Regions from separate parts of the Mus musculus genome. Here region 2 is linked to region 1. Evidence: chromatin contacts called from public HiCAR-type data. All regions are on one chromosome and are shown on one strand. Each heading gives the region's core, a stretch centred on a gene start, on an enhancer-like site or on the middle of the called end of the contact. The rest is flanking DNA. Distances are from core to core; before and after follow the strand shown. Region 1 has its middle 16 kb from the start of Gm33263. Region 2 has its middle 7.5 kb from the start of 4930423B08Rik.

The links. HiCAR-type assays count read pairs that join an accessible place to other places.
Region 2: a HiCAR-type map of kidney shows a contact between it and region 1, with 3 times the contacts expected there. The contact joins two enhancer-like sites. A contact is called at or near these places in 2 of 39 promoter capture datasets (the 3T3-L1 cell line and liver), 1 of 15 datasets of contacts at CTCF or cohesin (the NIH/3T3 cell line), 3 of 484 Hi-C or Micro-C datasets (Sertoli cells, bone marrow-derived macrophages and embryonic stem cells), 6 of 115 datasets of contacts at active chromatin or transcription factors (embryonic stem cells, fibro-adipogenic progenitors and kidney) and 3 of 9 other capture datasets (adipose tissue, embryonic stem cells and pancreatic islet).

What each region holds. Positions count from the first base shown.
Region 1 is chr10:69,164,212-69,169,773 of GRCm38.p6, reverse strand. It overlaps a transcript of Rhobtb1 not described here. Among named protein-coding and RNA genes, the nearest start is that of Gm33263, 16 kb to the right of the region's middle. Within about 2 kb of position 3,728, at least 18 of the 459 cell types and tissues checked have an H3K27ac peak or open chromatin away from gene starts, as enhancers often do. A contact at or near this core is called in kidney and liver, where this site is marked.
Region 2 is chr10:69,317,816-69,323,631 of GRCm38.p6, reverse strand. No RefSeq gene overlaps it. Among named protein-coding and RNA genes, the nearest start is that of 4930423B08Rik, 7.5 kb to the left of the region's middle. Within about 2 kb of position 1,776, at least 47 of the 459 cell types and tissues checked have an H3K27ac peak or open chromatin away from gene starts, as enhancers often do. A contact at or near this core is called in kidney and liver, where this site is marked.

The DNA of each region.
Region 1 (5,562 bases), core at 2,479-4,978:
CCTCCTCTCTCTTGTTTTTGCTTCTCTCTCTGCATGAGCCCCCCCTCCCCTCTCCTCATGGCGACTCCCTTGGCCTCAATCCTTGGGGCCAGTGAACTCCCCAGACAGCAGCTTCCCAATACACCTGCCTTTAATATAATCTAATCTGTCTTGAATTGGCTCATTTCACCAGCGGAGAAATAACCTATCAGAAAGAGCCAGTGTTTTAGAGTCACGAGAGGTTAATGCAGTTCTCTTTCTCCCTCCCTCCCTCTCCGCCCTCTTTCCCTCTCTCCCTCCCTGCCCTCCCCTACAGGGAAGGATTCCTGTATTAGGTTGGGATTTTACTCTTTCAACTGCCGTAAAGACACAATAGATTTTCTACAATGTTCTTATTTCTAAAATCAGCATAGAGCATATTAGATGTAATCACAACATGCTTGAACCAATTGCGTTCTGTGCTTCTTCTTCCTCTGTCTCGCTCGAAGCTCTTCTACTCCTGACCCCTCCCCTTTTCCCCAGTCCCCTCCCCCCAGTCCCACCCATGCAGCCCTCCCTAGCCTGGACTCTTTTCCTCTTTCATGCCCCATGGGTCCTTTTGCTCATTCATCATCCTTCCCCATCACCCGGCATTGTCCTCATGGTCTTCTCTCTACATTAAGATACTATCCTTATCCACCGGTAAATAAACCCATAAACCAACTTCTGAAGGGTAGGAATGTTCAGTCAGGAGGATTTTTAAGTTACACGTGGATGAGACACTGACATGTTAAGCTGAAAGGGAAATTCCAGATCATGGTTGTGCAAATGGTGCACTCGGTACCTGGATGCTAAACGAGGGTCTGTACATTCTCCCGGTGCCACTCCCATAAATCATGGTGACCTGGTTGGATCACCCTCAAAGAGCGTTCAGGGTTCTCACTTATGACTGCTGTTAGTTTTCAACATTTTCCGCATAAAAATATTAGGCGAGTTAAGTCGGTTTTAGAAAGATGTGAGCCACGGTATTCTCTCATTGGCGGTTCTCAGAATTTACATAGACACCCAAAATCATGTGTGCATATTTGACATGATCAAGAGACAAAGGAAGCTAAGAAACCAAGATGGCCCATAAGATAAGGAAAAAGACGTGAGCTAACATGATCCAAATATAGCACATACTTTTATGTAAACTTAAAAGTAGGTAAATTAGAAGAAAGTCTTTGAAATATTTCCTTTTGTCAAAAGCTAACTGAATTATATCTAGAGACGGCACTGAACCAGAAGGAGGGTTCTCTCGTACTAGAACCGAGGGACCAGGCACAGTACCTGAGAAAGAGGGACCATACCCGCTTGTGTCTCATGTTATGAGACAGGACTATAGAAAAGACAGACACGGAAGAAATCTTATCTGGTTCTCCACCCACTTAGCTCACTGTGTACTAGAAAGTGATATAAGCTCACAACCCTCTCATAAGGCTAGATAAGGACGTGGACTTCCCAAGGGGGAAAATGACACCTCCAATTTGGAAGCTGTAATACATGTCAAATAAATGGACAGGAGGGGGTGGGGGTAGCAAGAACTGTAAACAATTCTCAGCCTGTGGTTCACAAGGAATGCTGGGAGATCTTGGCTATCTGGGCAATCTGGAGAGGTGGGACAGTGTCTCATCAGACATCTAAACCAGATGAAAGGGGTTTCAAAAGCATGGGATTTCTATGCTTTTTATATTCGGGACATTTATTTTTATTGCATGCACATCTTTTCCTGTTTTACTGACAGCAAGTAAGATGGCTGGAGTATTTATATTTTCTCTTTCCATATATGTGTGTAGTCATTACTATATAAAAATAATCCAGGAAACCGGGTCGGCTAATTCTGAGTGAGGAAGCTGTGCTCTGGATCTCTTTTGTTGGTGCTATATTTAATCCTTAAGCAAAAGCCCACAGAGGAGAATTCAGTGACATTTCTTTCTATTAATGTCTCTTGTTTAAAAATTTGTTAACATTTTGTCTACGTGGCAAAGCACACAAACTTAAACGTGTGGTAACGGGCCATCACGTGTATTTATACATGTACAGAAATGTTTTAAAGAAGAAAACTATTTTCATTAAAATTGCCTCAGAACACTTCCTGGATTTGAAGTACTTAATGATTCCAAAAGTACATTTTACACTCGAGAGAGAATCCCTGTGTCTTGGAAGAGTTGACGTATTCACCCACACAATGTGTTTCCCATCAGCTGCCTTCAACAACGTGTAGCCCTGTCAATATTTAGACTTTTTGAGATTTTTTTTTTTTCAGGAGACACCAGGACAGGGAGTTTTTGCAATGAAAAATTTATGTATTTATTTTTTAAGTCTAGGTCTAATTGTCTCAAAGAGTTCTGAGGTCTGGAGATAAGGGAGGTTACAGAAAGCACATAAAGAAAGCATATTCTAGCTGACTCAATAAAATTAATTTTCTGCTGCTTCTCCATCCTAAATTGTTGGATTGAATTTACAGCAAGATGGAAGAGTCATAACAGAGGTATCCAGGTAGGGGCAACGTGATAGGGGTTATCATGGTAGCGACATCATTTCCTGGTTATCATGATAGGGAGGGTATCGTGAGAGAAACATCACGGTATCACGGTGTAAGCGGCAGGAGAGGGGCATCAGAAGCAGTGTGATGCGGCCCCCTCGCTACCCCCCACCTTGCTCCCCCTGCAGCTGAATCAGAGCTGAGGGAGGAAACATTTTGGGAATCTTAGAGTTTAGTCACCTTCCACACTGGGAAAGATGTTAACTCACAGCCCTGGAGATAGTGCTGAGGAGGAAGCAAAAGAACTTGCAGGTCTTTTAAAGCGGACCCCAGCACATCCTTGTATGTGGTTTTACCCAGGCTTCTCTATACAAGCATGGTGTGACGTCATTAATCAGCTCTACAGAATCTAGAATCCTCTGGGAGGCGGGACTGGGATGCCTGTGGGTGATGGCTGTGTTGTTATGGGAAGACCCCGTCTATGATGGCACCGTTTCTTGCCTAGCGTCCAGAACTGGTTAAATAGAGAGTGTGAACTGAGAAGGCAGAAAGACGCATTCGTCACCCCACTCTCCTTCCTGAGCTTGGATGAAATGTGACTGGCTGCTTCCCACGTAGGCGGACTTGACTCCCCGGCGCTTGTGGGATTTTTGAACTGTGAGGCAAAAACAAGCTCTTCCTCCATAAGATGCTTTTGTCCAGAGGATTCCAGCCACAACAGTAGGAAAGGAAACAGTGATCACGGAAACAGTTACTTTAAGGGTGCAAAGTTGACAAAGCCCACTAAGAGAAGACCAAAGGGAGGCAAATCAAGAGCTCCACAGTCGGTCAGGAAACAGTTGTGCAGGCAGATTTATGGAAAGAACTTGATTATTTTTCTGTCCTCATTGAAAGTAATGGGTCAGTGTTTTGGGTTGTTTTTTTTTTTTTTTTTTTAGTTAATATTCTGAACTCTGAAAAATCTCAATGCGTCTTTCCTTGGTGACTGCCCAGGTGCCCCTTTGCTGTTTTAGAGAGGAGCCATTTCTCACCCTCATGAGCAGCGAGGAAGGGGGGCTGCTGATTTAAATACCTTAACTTGGAATTTACTATGGATTTAAAATCTGACTTAATGTTGCATTAGCCTTTGGTGCCTGCTTTACTGCCTCTAAAACATGCATATATAATTGGATACTGTAATGCTTTGCAGGCAAAATAAATACCAACTCACACTTAAATAAATACTCTGAGTGATGAAGTTCATGTAGACATAAATTAATCATTTACCAGTTAACCAATATGCACAGGAAAGAAATGAATCACTTATTAAGGCTCGCCTCATCCATCAAGCGGAAAAAATAAAACGCTGATATATTTTATAGTGCCACTGTGAGGAAAGTGTATAAAATTATGGCAAACCAGTTTATAAACCATAAAATGCAGTATGAACATTAAATTAATAATATTTGTACTAATTCAGATTCAACACCCTCTGCATTAAATATAACTTTTTTGCCTATTGAAGCATGCACAAATCCAAGCTGAGGCTTTTTATTTAATTTTTAATGGTGTCTTCAGAATCCTTCAAAGCTTCTCGGGAGCTATCAGCTAGGTTAAAACATTTTACTGGTTCGCTCCTCCATTTTTGAGACAAAGTTCTTAGCTGTTCACATCCCTTGGGACATTTCCAAGAGGCTTTTTTTTTTTAAAGAGCGTAAGATCTCTCACTAATGGGGGCACAATATTGCAAAGGGAATAGGGGTCCAGGTTTTCTTTAATTCGGTAGAAGATATATTATCTCGCTCTGGGCTTTGCTTTATTGCACGTGGCAAATGGAGATGGAGGCTGATATAACAATCGAAGGTGGTGGTCTTTGCATATTTACGCTAAACAGACCGCAGTGCCAACCTGAGAGGCAAGGTCAGCAGCAGAGAGGCAAATCAAGGTCCTATAGCTCTGGCACTGCTCACAATGTTGTGGGTTTTTCAGGTAAAGTCATACTTTTTTCCCTTATGCCTAGAAACGCCACTAGAGGGCACAAGAGAGAACTGAGCAGCAGAGACTGGAATCCTTTTCTGAAAGGAGGCTTGTTTAGAAGACTTGACTTTAGCAAACCTGGAATCCACCCAGCACTCTTTAACATTTTCAAGGTCCCTCTGCGAAATGATAAAACATGGAATGGTATATATATATAAAGAATTCTATATTATATGTGAGTACGCTGTAGCTGTCTTCAGACACACCAGAAGAGGGCATCAGATCTCATTATGGATGGTTGTGAGTCACCATGTGGTTGCTGGGACTTGAACTCAGGACCTCTGGAAGAGCAGTCGATGCTCTTAACCGCTGAGTCATCTCTCTAGCAGCTCCTCATGCCTTTTAATGGAAGGCATAGATACAGAGATTCTATCTCCTCTACTGAGAAATGAGAAATGGCTGGCCAGAGATGTCTCAGACACTGCTATTCTAACCAGTGTGTCACATGACATCACTAAGAAAAAATCCTTGTCATGAACTATATTTCCAGTTGTGGGAAGGTAGATTTTTTCCCCCCTCTTGGATCAGCATTAAGTGCCCGATATTTGTTTTATGTGTGGAGGAAAATGTTCTCGGCTATAAAGGAAATATCTTCATTTTTTTCTTTTCATTAACTATCAGTAGGCTTGGTGTTTCCAATCCTCCACCCCATCATGATTCGCCCAAGAGTGTCCTCATTGGGAACCTGATTTGTACTAGATAACTTACTATCTAAGTGCTAACCGTGTTCTTGTCTGATCACAAAAATATTAGGGCCAGGAAAGTGGCTGAAATGCAGACTTATCCTGTTAAACTCCATAGGGGTAAAGACAAGAAAAATGAAATGTCATCTGCTTCCCAAATCTAACAGGGAGCAAAATTTTCCATTTTCCATTTGCAATATGTCCATTTTCATGGCAGGGTTATGCTGCCTCCGTCACTATGGCTCTGTGGTACCATTTGAGATCAGCTTTTATCCTACCTCTTAAGTTACTCTTTCTGCTTAGAGTTACTTAGGCAACTTGGGTCTTACCATAATGGAACTAGGATAAAGGTAGAATACCAGACCAAAAAAATGAAAGGAA
Region 2 (5,816 bases), core at 527-3,026, 160 kb before region 1:
CGTCTTGGCAATTATTCACATAAACCCACAAGACTTTCTATTTTTATTTTTATTTATTATTATTATTATTATTATTATTATTATTATTATTATTGTGTGTGTTTTTTCAAGACAGGGTTTCTCTGTGTAGCCCTGGCTGTCCTGGTTTGTCTGCCTTACAATGTTCTTTAACATGAGCTCCGTCGATTATCTGCCATTCTGCGGTTAGCTCCTTGGGATGCTCTGTGTCGTTTGCTGTTGCAGATGCTGCTGTATTGAATGACAGTGGCTGTGTGCATCTTCTGCACTATAAATGCCTCTAAGTGGAGCAGCCAGGTTAAAAGCACCTGCAAGCTGGAGAGATGGTTCAATGGCTAAAGAGGGGGTTTTGTAAAGGGCAGTTGTGTGGAGTTTCCCTGAGGTTGCCCGTGTTCATACACGCTTCCACAACTAGCTGCCAGGAATCCCTCCCAGCTTTCTACCTTCTGTAATAAAGATTAGTATTTTCTTAATTAAACAAAAGCCCACAGCTGGGTGTGGTGGCTCACGCCTTTAACCCCAGCACGTGGGAAGTAGAGACAGGCAGATCCCTGAGTTCGAGGCCAGCCTGGTCTCAGAGTGAGTTTCAGGACAGCCAAGACTAAGACAGAGAAACCCTGTCTTGAAAAACCAAAAGCTGGGGGCTGGAGAGATGGCTCAGTGGGTAAGAGCACTGACTGTTCTTCCGAAGGTCCTGAGTTCAAATCCCAGCAACCACATGGTGGTTCACAACCATCCGTAATGAGATCTGACGCCCTCTTCTGGTGTGTCTGAAGTCAGCTACAGTGTACCAACATATAATAATAAATCTTAAAAAAACAAAAAACAAACAAAAAGCTAAACCCAAGCAAGTCAGCATCCCCCAACAAGCAGACATGAGATCTTGTAGAAGCTGCAGAGAATTTAGGTTAAAAGTTATTAATTTTTATGTGTGCATGAAGGTTTTGCCTGCATGTATGTATGTGCACCATGGAAATGCTTGATTCCCAAGGAAGTCAGAAGAGAGCATCAGATTCCTCAGAAATGGAGTCAGAGGTGGTTGTGAGCCACCCCATGGGGGCTCGGTACACAGGTCCTTATCAAGAGCAGTAAGTGATTTTAACCGTTGAGCCATCTCTCCAACCCCTCTCCCATCTAAGGTTTTAATTTATGGTCAGTTAAGAAAAAAAAGGGGGGTGGGGCTGGTGAGATGGCTCAGTGGTTAAGATCAATGACTGCTCTTCTGGAGGTCATGAGTTCAAATCCCAGCGACCACTTGGTGACTCACAATCATCTGTAATGAGAAATAAAGAAAGAACCTCTGGGCTGGAGCAAGTGGGGGGGGGGAGCAAGGTGGAGAAAGGGAAGGGGAGAAAGAAAAAGAAAGAGAAAAATGGGAAAAGGTTAGAAAATAGTTACCAATTATAATGATACACAGAACAGTACATGTTAATATGCATATTGTTTTCTGGGCACAGTTCTGAGTCTATGCATGCTCTTCTACATGAGCTTCACTCCTGACACAAATGTACGTGTGTAGACAGCTACACTCTGATGCATATTTGCCGTTACACACTTGGGGTCACGCCGGGTGTGTCATCTGCCATCCTGTCTTCTCGGTATTGCGTTCATTTCTCCATTATACGGCACGAATTGATGCCTCCTAGTTTATAGACCTTTCCTTTTAAAGTTGGGAACAACGCAAGCAGGTTTGACGCCTACTGATACCCGCTCAGAAGAGGCGGTACTCAGTTAATATTTACCCAGCTCCCCTTAAACACTAAGCAAATCAAGTTAGCGCGAGCCAGTGATTGACACCTTCAAGCCCAGGCTAGTGAGAGAAAGCCTATTTGGCCTTCTTGCTTCCCGTCTCCGTTTTAAGGGGAAAGGTTTGAAAAATTTCCCAGACTTATTACAGACTTAGTTACACAACACTGTTTTTTATGAGGAATTCAATAAAAGCCCAAAGCATAAGTTATGGCCCTTCCTCCGTGCCAGAATGCAGCGGGGTTTATCTTCTCCTACTGGGGCAAAGTTGAATACGTTCCATAAAACCAAACAACCTGAGATCTAGGGTGAATTGAGCCAAATGGTGAATAAAAGGCAAATAAGTAAATCAAGAAATCCTGAGGGGGAAGGACCTGGGCTAGTCGCTCCCGTCCAGCTGAGACGCCGCGCTGCATCTCATCAGTGGCCACAAGATGGCGCTATATCCCCTTTAGTTCCCGACGGTCTTGTAGCTGGCTGGGGGGGTGGGGAACGAACATGGACAGGAAGCCTCAGAGTTCTGTGCGGAAAAGCAACAGTGATTTTTTTTTTTTTTAAACCCCAATTCTGGCATTCAGCCAGGCTAATAAAAAGAAATTCTTTTTAAACCAACAGTATGAATTGAAAAAGGCTTTTAAGAAACATCTGCACAGAGAAACCTCTAACTCTAAAGGAGTCCAGCCTCATATTTATACTGTATAAATTAAAATGGAAAATAAAAGCCCATTTGGGCCAATGTGTGTATTCTCCAGGGCAAGCGAAAAGTACTTGTGAAGTCAGTTCACTTTCCAAATGATGGTATTAAATATAGAGAATATGAGAGCCCAGAACACTCAACACTCAACAGTGTAGGCTTCAAAGTTCAGCCTCCCTAAACAAACACAGTCAACCAAATTTCCCTCACAGGCTCAGTTTCGAGGGTAGAGGAACTATTCATTTTTAACTTTCGGCTTCCCCTGTTGCTTGCATAACATGGCTTCCGGGCATGCGTGGCACACACAGGCAGCTGTGCCCTCCCTGGCCACGGGAGATCGGGAACGGACACCGTCGTCTCTGTCACCATCTGGAGAACTAAAAGTCTCTACAACATCCAAAAATTGATGTTTCTATTTATACCGAAGGTAAGGAGATGCTTTAGAAAGCCAACCCTCAGCTCAATAGCTTACATCAGTTGCCAACTTGACACATCTGGGCAGATGGAAGCTCAGCGGAGTAACTGCCTTCATCGTATTGCCTGTAGCCACGTCTGTGGGACATTTTCTCAATTTCTAATTGATGTAAGAGTGGGTCCCAAGCCCACTGTGAGTGATGCCACCCGTGAGGAGATAGGGATAACTAACTGTACAGGAGCCTAGGGACCAAGGCAGTGTTTCTCCCTGGTCTCTGCATCGGTTTCTGTGTCCAGGTTCCTGCCCTGTGTTCCAGCCTGCCTTGGTGTCCCTCAATGATCGACTGTAGCGCCTGAAGGATGTTATTAAACCCTTTCCTCCCAAGGTGCTTTTGGTCACACAGCACATAAAAGCAAATAAGGACAATCGGATCAAAGCACTGTCTGGATGGTCCCGCTGGCTGACGGCACTGCGTATCCACAGCTTCTGGAGATTAGCGGCATTCCGTAATGTCTACCCACTGACTTCGGCAATGGCTGGCCCAAATCCTGACCTGGGGAATTTGTCTCCATGTGACTGTATTGGGTGCTGGGAATACTCTTGGCTGCCATGTTTTCTAGCTTGTGAACCAAAACAGGGAAAAACTGGTTTCTAGGCAGAGATAAGGCCAGAGTGGTAATGACTTTTCCTTGGATGGCAGCCAGGTGTCAGGACTCAGCTTGTCTTGGTGCTCACAGTCATCAACTTTTGGATTTAGGAAGAGCCTTCGTCCACTTTGCGAATAATGACGTTGATAGCCACAGCGACATATGAGGAGACTTTCCAGAGAGTACCCCGGAGCACAGCCGTTCTGCCCTCTCCTCTCTGCTCCTGTCATTCAACCAGATGCGTATGTTGTAGGATGCTTTCTTTGGTCTTTGGAGTCAGTTGTCCTGCTTATTGAGGGATAATAGAAGTTTTCTAGAAGGTTCTCTAGGAATGCTCTGAAAGACGACTTCTAATATCTGTGCCCAACCCAGGCTACACGAGCGATTTTCAAAATTATTTCCTAAGAACATTGATCCTCCGGGTGTTAGGGGAAAATAATTCACCTTTCATGCCAGAATTCAAGCTGAAAGTAGCATTGTCTCATGAGTACTTATGTTTTTTATAAATAGCACTTATTTTCCAAAGTGAAAATTTTGTTTTACATCATTTCAAAAGATTGACCCTGAATGTGTGTGTCTTAGTTAGGGTTTTACTGCTGTGAACAGACACCATGACCAAGGCAAGTCTTACAAGGACAACATTTATTTGGGGCTGGCTTACAGGTTCAGAGGTTCAGTCCATTCTCATCAAGGTGGGAGCATGGCAGCATCCAGGCAGGCATGGTGCAGGAGGAGCTGCATCTTGATCCAAAGGTAGCCAGAATATATGTGTGTGTGTGTGTGTGTGTGTATATATATATATATATACATACATACACATATATATATATATATATATCCTCAAATTCCCGCCTCCACAATGATAGACTTCCTTTAAGAAGGCCACACCTCCCCCAATAAGGCCACAACTTCTAATAATGCCACTCCCCGTGGGTCAAGCATATTCAAACCACCACAATGTCAAAGGCACAAGTTCCTGGTTGGGGTCCTTGACTGTTTAAATATATATAAAAGAAAAATCCATTTTTTCCCCTCTCAGTCATTTAGTTCCCAACAATAACAACTCTGAGACTAATTATTTGTTAGTAAATGCCTACATCATAAGCTTTGGCTCATTTCCCGAGTAGCTCATAACTTATTTAGTCCATTTAAATTATTTCTACATATACCACATTATTAGTTACCTCTCCTCAGCTTCGTATGTCTAAGTTTGGGCGGTCTCCCCTTTATTCTATCCTGAATTCAGTTCCCTGCTGATTAGTTACCCAGCTTCTTCCTCAGCGTCTGGCTGGTAAATCTTTTATTCTAACCCTACGTTCAGCTCCTTGACTGGTTTTACAGCAGTCCTCTCTGTGTTCCCTGGCGAATCTCTCGCCGCACAGCTCACTATTTCCCAGAATCCTCTCTCTTCCTGCCAGTGTCCCACCTCCTATTTCCGGTCTCAGCTCATTGGCCATCGGCATTTTTTACTGACAGGTGTAGCTTACTACAGAAAAAGCCCGCCGAGGAGCTCTGACCGTGCACCATTTGTTTTTCTCTGCTTTTGACTGTGGATGTAATGTGACCAGCTGCTTCCAGCTACTTTGGATATGACTCCCTACAGTGATGGATACTCAGCTGCAGTTGCGAGCCAGAATAAACCCTTTCTCCCTTAAGTTATTTTTCGTTAGGATATTTTGATCACTAAGACAATTTCCTTTTACCTTGACAAATAGTTTTCTATCTTGTGGATGTACCATGTTTTATTTGCTCACTTCTCAGTTGATGGACCTCTGCTTTCTCTTTGGGCTGTTGTGAAGAAAGCTATGCCAAATACACAGTACAAGTTTTTTTGTGGACACATATTTCTGTTTTCTCTATGTGTGTACTTAGGTGTAGAACTACTGGGCTAAGCATTGTTTTCAATGATAAGCAGTTTTTTTTTTAAGATTTATTTATTACTTATTTTTATGTGAGTACAGTGTCTCTGTCCTCAGACACACCAGAAGAGGGCATCAGGTTCTCATTACAGATGGTTATGAGCCACTATGTGGTTGCTGGGAATTGAACTTAGGTCCTCTGGAAGAGCAGCCAGTGCTCTTAACCGCTGAGCCATCTCTCCAGCCCCCCTCTTCTGAGTGTTCTTAAACTCTTTCTTTCAGTCCTTTTCAGTCATGGACCTTCAGCAGTACAGTACTCTGAAAAAGTATAGACAAGTTTGGCCACCACTTTCTCTTTCTTAGCATTTAACTGAGTCGATCTGAGTTCTTCCTTATGAAGTTGAATACCAGTGTGGAAAGTAGAAAGGGTATTTATT